Regions from separate parts of the Mus musculus genome. Here region 1 is linked to region 2. The links are chromatin contacts, called in public Hi-C maps. All regions are on one chromosome and are shown on one strand. The core of a region is the stretch at or near the end of the contact, and the rest is flanking DNA. Distances in the headings are between cores, read along the strand shown.

Evidence for each region. A called contact is a pair of places that touch in the nucleus more often than the background predicts.
Region 1: a contact with region 2 is called in a Hi-C map of pre-pro-B cells, with 1.8 times the contacts expected there. The contact joins two enhancer-like sites. A contact is called at or near these places in 12 of 484 Hi-C or Micro-C datasets (the AML12 cell line, bone marrow-derived macrophages, differentiating embryonic stem cells and 7 more), 1 of 115 datasets of contacts at active chromatin or transcription factors (embryonic stem cells) and 2 of 9 other capture datasets (embryonic stem cells and embryonic tail).

Annotation. Positions count from the first base shown.
Region 1 is chr19:41,176,048-41,179,032 of GRCm38.p6, reverse strand. The region is part of intron 2 of Tll2 (tolloid-like 2); the gene reads left to right. Among named protein-coding and RNA genes, the nearest start is that of Tll2, 29 kb to the left of the region's middle. Within about 2 kb of position 1,537, at least 12 of the 459 cell types and tissues checked have an H3K27ac peak or open chromatin away from gene starts, as enhancers often do. A contact at or near this core is called in pre-pro-B cells, where this site is marked.
Region 2 is chr19:41,099,966-41,102,945 of GRCm38.p6, reverse strand. The region is part of intron 13 of Tll2 (tolloid-like 2); the gene reads left to right. Among named protein-coding and RNA genes, the nearest start is that of Opalin, 24 kb to the right of the region's middle. Within about 2 kb of position 1,340, at least 34 of the 459 cell types and tissues checked have an H3K27ac peak or open chromatin away from gene starts, as enhancers often do. A contact at or near this core is called in pre-pro-B cells, where this site is marked.

The DNA.
Region 1 (2,985 bases), core at 288-2,787, 76 kb before region 2:
AGACTGTACACAGGCCTTTAAGCATTTTCTGGATTAAAACATAAATAAGTGTAAAGGAGCCATTCTTTAAGCCAGTCTCGCTAGTTCAAATTCTGGGAAGGATGCAGTCTTTATTGTAGCTTACCTAGTCTCTACACTTTGATAAATGCAGTTTCCTTTCTTGGAGGCTGAGAGGGGAGGTCCAGCAGGAGAGAGCTGAAGTCCCCGCATGGGGCAATAGAGAAAAGGCTGGCACTGCAGAGCAGCCACAGGCCACTTCTCTGGTTTTACTCTATAAGCTGGAGAGCTTCTCTCCAGGCTTTAGAACACAGGGATGCTAATTGCTTCTAAGGTGGGCCAGCCGGGCTCTTTGTCCAGAGGTCCTGGAGGTCCTCACATTCCGAGTTCACTCAGTGGCAGTGGCCCGGCTCCCTGCTTGCTGCATCCTTCCCTGGCCATCCCGCTGTATTCTGTCATCAGGAAGGAGCGGAGAACAGTTTGGATAGTGAGGAGCCATGCTCTTGTTTGAGAGCCCATTCAGTGTTCTACATGGGCCCATAAGAAGCCGTCGAAGGCTTCTGGGCACCCAGTAGGGATGACTCCCGTCACTGTTCACTTAGGCCACAGGTTTGAGTTGAGTCCTAATGAGCTTCCCTGCCTCAGCTCTCTCCCTCCACATCCTGCTTCTAGATCATCTTCCTGGCCACTGTACCACTTTATAGTATTTGGAATAGGGATCCTCCCATTCATGTCTAATAGAACTCCAGAAAGTGACCCAGAGGATAGGTGCTTTGCAGATCTAGTTAGTTAAGGAGCTTGGGATGAGATCCTCTTGGTTTAGAGTGGACCCTTAAATTCAGTGACCAGAATCTTCACACAAGAAGAAGAGGACGCAGGACATGGAGGAGGAAGACATGCAGGGATGGAGGCAGAGCCTGTGGGGAAGATGCCACAGGTGGAGCACAGCCCTGCTCCTTAGCCCCTTCAGATGTTCCCATTGCTTGTCCAAAAGCTTCCCAATCCACAGTCTACAGAGACAGGCTCCCTTCCCCTTCTGTCCTCTGTCCAACCCAATGACATCGTGTCTGTCCACACCCTGAGCTTCCTCCCGTCCAGCCTTCTGATCCACTCTGCTCTAAACCCCCATTCTACAGACAAAGAACTGAAGACCAGAGAAAGCTGATGCCTCATGCTTAGCTCTGCAACTGCGTGCCTTTATGACACCTCTTTATCCGGTGACATCTGCCAGCTGCAGGCTGTCACCTGGCTGACAGTGCTGTTGAAATGGCCACATTTGGGTGTGTCGTGGAAAGAGCCCTCGCTTCTCCACTTTTGGATGGGCCCATTCTCCAGCCCTGGGAGCTAGCTGACCAGCGGATGTGGCAGTGGCATTTGGATGTGTGTGGGGCCAGGAGGCAAGAGTGTATCCTTCAGGGAGAGTCCCTCTGTACGCTTTTGATTTGCTGGGAGAAGAAAGGAGCTCTGGGCAGGCATGGGCCTAGCTTCTCTGTGAATGGAGCTCTTGAATTAACATTGTGGAGCTTCCTAAAGCTGCTAATCGGATTAGCTGTGTAGTGAAGGAAGTACTTAGCGGGAGACACACACACAGAGGCACACACACTTTCCAACCCTTTTGCATCTCTTCCGTATGCCTGGCGGGACCTGGTTGCCCTGTTTCTGAGCCTGAGTTTCCTCTTAACAACACAAGCTGGGCAGAAGCCTGTGTGGCCAACGGGCTGCATTTGTTTGTTTCCTCTTTCCCTGTAGGGCTGAGGAGGCTTGTTTTGAACATTCCCATCTTTGCAAATGTACCTTGAGAGGAAGTTCTATCTTGCAGTTATCTCTGTTGGGATAATGGATCTGAGTTCTTGATCTCTATAAGAACTCTGAAAGAGGAAGCAGTTTTAATTACTTCTTGCTGCTGATGGAAATCGATGTTTCCCACAGTGTCATTCTGAGTCACTGGGCTGTGTTCATCCCCATTGAAGAGGCCAAGTTAGCCTCTTACTTCCTTAACTCCTGCCATCTGTGCAGAGCACCTGCAGAACCCCAGCAGTTTGGCTTCGGGGCTCAAAGTAAATAAATGAGCAGAAGTGAGTCTAAGACATAACAGCTTGTGTCCTCTCTCTGGGTGTCATCTTTGAGTCATAAAGTCTTCTCCCATCATCCCTTTGGCTTCTAGATTGCTATTCCTGATCCTGACCACAACTTGGGGTGGCAGAGGGGTACCCGCATTTACTCTCTGTGTTGCCATCGAAATAGAAGGGCCAATGGGACCACACCCTCATGTATTTCAAGACCATTTAAACTCTGGTGTTTCAAACTACAAAGACAGACATCAGAGACTGCTATGTACCTGAGAGGCATGTAGGTACCTGAATCAGATACATTGATTCGGGGTTTCTGGGCTCTGTTTTCCAAGGCGGGAGGATCTAAAAACAGACTCAGCATATATGTGTTCTCCAACACATTTTCAGCCTCAGGGTTCTTGAGGGAATTAGTGGATGGGGTAATTTTAATTAGGCCCATAGACAGACCATGAGTTCTGAATATCCACACCCATGGTGAGACATTCTCCAGCCTATTTACAAAAATTCTGTATTTTACCAATTTTCTTCATTGAGGTGGGAGTGCTTCCAGATAACACAGGTCCAGGTGAAAGGTGGGTACATGGGTAATTCCTGTGGTGTTCTGGGAAGGACCCATGCCCTAAGTATAGGAATACTGGGCTGACTTCTTGCTGGGGCAGTGCCCAGGATTCAGATCTGTCTGCTCATACATTAGACACTGCCAAGTGCCATCTTGGACACACCTGGCTGTTGGAGATCTGTGTTGCTGATGCCTCTGGCTTGAGAAGCTGGAGAGGGACAGAAGGCTTAGGGGACATTTTCTTTTCCACATCCCTCTCACTGGATCCCAGGAGCTGGGTGGGGAGGGGTCTGAATAACAGATTTGGTGATTTTAATTTTTGAATCATTTTGCATTTGACATTGATTTTGGGGGGAG
Region 2 (2,980 bases), core at 91-2,590:
TTAAGCATCTAAACCTTGTCTGACCCCAGACCCCAGACCCTCTACAGCCTTGCCTGACACCCTAGGTGTGAGCCAGAGAAGCATCCCAGGTCTTGCACTCCAAAGGTGTTGTCTCCCATCCCGAGTGCTGGTGCCCAAGAGACTGAGGTGTGAGGACAGAAAGAGGAGAAATATCCTGGATGGAACCAGACCCAGGCCACAGAGGCGATCCAGCATAAGGAGGGGCTTTCATGGTTTCTCAAAAAGGCCATTCAGGACCCTCAAAGGATGCACACCACCCTTAAGGACACAGGAGTATTCCCTAGGCCTGGTACACTGTGGCTGGGTCCCCAGGAACATGCCACCAGCCCTTGGTAGAGATAGGGGGTCCTTGCAGCTCCTTCTGTGTGGCCTCTTTATTGTGGTACCACTTGATGTCCAGCCTCCCATATCCACATCAGGGAGACTGCTCCTTCCCTTCCCTCCTCTCCCACATCTCCTGGCTGTGATAGACAAGAATCCCAATCCTTCCTGTCTTCTCCCACCCCTATCTTCCTTGGACCTCCTTTTTGTTTTATTATTTTATCTTTTGAGGGAGGATGTCATACTGTAGTTCAGGCTTGCCTGCACCTCACTGGGACTCGTGAGTATTCTGACACCTCAGCTTCTGAATGCTGGGATTACAGATGTGAGCCACTGTGCCTGGCCCCACCTCTTCTTAGGTACTTTTCCTAGGTTTCCCTTGAAGGGTTGACATCAGGAGAACTGACTTCCAGACAAACCACCCTGCTAGGCAGCCTCACGTCCTTACCAAAGCCTCAGTTTCCCCTTGTAGAACAGAAAGAAGAAAGTGTGTTGCACTGTGAAGTTCCAAAGAAACGATGGCTCGGAGATGCTTTATTTTGGGCTCCACGTGAGACGTGGGATTATTACTGTTTAGCCGGGCAGTGATGGCGCACGCCTTTAATCCCAGCACTCGGGAGGCAGAGGCAGGTGGATTTCTGAGTTCGAGGCCAGCCTGGTCTACAAAGTGAGTTCCAGGACAGCCAGGGCTATACAGAGAAACCCTGTCTTGAAAAACCAAAAAAAAAAAAAACCAAAAAAAAAAAAAAACAAAAAAAAACAAAACAAAACAAAAAAAAACTGTTCTTCCCTTTCGTGGCATGCAGAAGGAGTGAAAATCTTAACACCTGGTTTCCTCCGACCATCGAGGCCACGGTAGGATGCCTCAGATCGCAGTATCTGGCTCATGTGTCTTTGCCAGAAGGAGGGAACTGGAAGCATAACCACAAAGCCTGTGGCAGAGCTGGGGTGAGCCAGAGAACCTTGTGCCTTCATGCCAGTTGGCAACAGCCTTCGCCTGGGGCCCAGCTGGCCTGTAACACTGGCCGGGGTGCCAGCTGGCCTCAGCACTGATCCCCTAGTGCCAGATGGCAGCCCCTCTTCGAGCCAATTGGCTAGGCAGCAGGCAGAGCCTTACACTTCTGCTGATTTCAAGAAAGGTTGGTGGCATTCAAGGCTTGGCTGGTCCAAGGGGCGTGACAACCATCTTGAATCCCTACACACTATCATTCCAGTGCAGAGGGACCATAGGGGATGCTGGGGAGGGAGGCTTTCTTCAAAGCCTTGGGGTGTGCTCTAACTTCCCTTAACGCTCTGAAATTCCTTTAAGATCTTTTCCAGGTCTCACGTCTGAGCCACAGAATGGCTCCTTCTTTTCCAGTGTACCTAGAGGATGGAAAGAAGCCAGAGCCGTGGTTATACCCGGCTAAGCTCTGGTTCCGGCCCATTCTACCTGCATGATCCCAGAGCTCCTTAGAAAGCGTACCCAGCTTGGAATGATCATGAGCCAGTGGGCTTGGCACAGGTGGCACTGTGGAGGCCACGTAGCCAATCAGACCCTGGCAAGAATGGCGCCCGCTTGCCTGCCACTTATCATCAATGGCACAGGGCCACTGACAGCAACACAGCCCACTGCCCTTGAGGCTTTTCTCCAGCTCCCTGGCTAGCATATCCCTTTGTCTCTGCAAGAGTGGAGCTTTCTCTGCTTTCTCTAGCTTCTCCCCCTCCATCTGGCAATAACTAGGCTGAGAAATGGTGATGCCCTCTTTCTTGCCTCTGTGCCCTGCCCACAACCATCCCAGCTCCGGGCATCAGGGCCTCCCCTCCCTTCCTCTTGGGTCTTTATTTATCTTTGTCCTTTCTCATGGAATCTTTCCTAAGTTTCCTCTGCTCTCTGGTCCACTTCTTAGACCTGCTGTGCCCCTCTCATCTGCCCATTCCTTCTTCACTGAGCCATCCTTGCCGCCCCTCTCTTCACCTGCCTCTGCCCCTGCCCCTCTCCTCACCTCCTCACCTCCTCTGCCCTTTTGCCCAGGCTGTCTCTCCTTCTACCCTTCCCATCATTGTCTTTCCAACTCCTGGAGGTGCAGAAACTGCACCAGAGTTGTCTGAAATGCAGCCCTGCACATCGACAATATACCAGTCCTTCATGCGCATAATTTTCAATCGCCACAAAAGCCAACACCGCTCTTGTTGTTTTTAAAAGTAGAGGAAGGCTCAGAGAAGCCAAATAACCATCATCCAAGTCTATATGATTGGATTGTATTGGTTGGCCCAACCTGACCCAACTTGCCCAGAATCCTGATCTCTTTCTACTGCTCCATATTATCCTATATATTTCCCTTACTCCAAAATTTCTGAAAAATGTCTAGATGCCTAAGAAAGTGCTTTGCATATTTCAGTACAATGAGTAAATAGTTGCTTTGAACACTGTTTCAACATGGTTACTACTACATTTATTAATGGCCACAGACAATTTCACCTCCCTGCCTAGAGCATCTTTTGGCACCCACTGACCAACTCATTTCAGTCATTGTTGAGCCCAAGAACACCTGACACTCATGGTTACTCTGTGTGCTCTCCACTGAGTGAAACACTGGGGTATGGACAAGCTATCCTCTCACTGGAGAAGGGCGATCAAGCTGATAAGGAGTGTGTG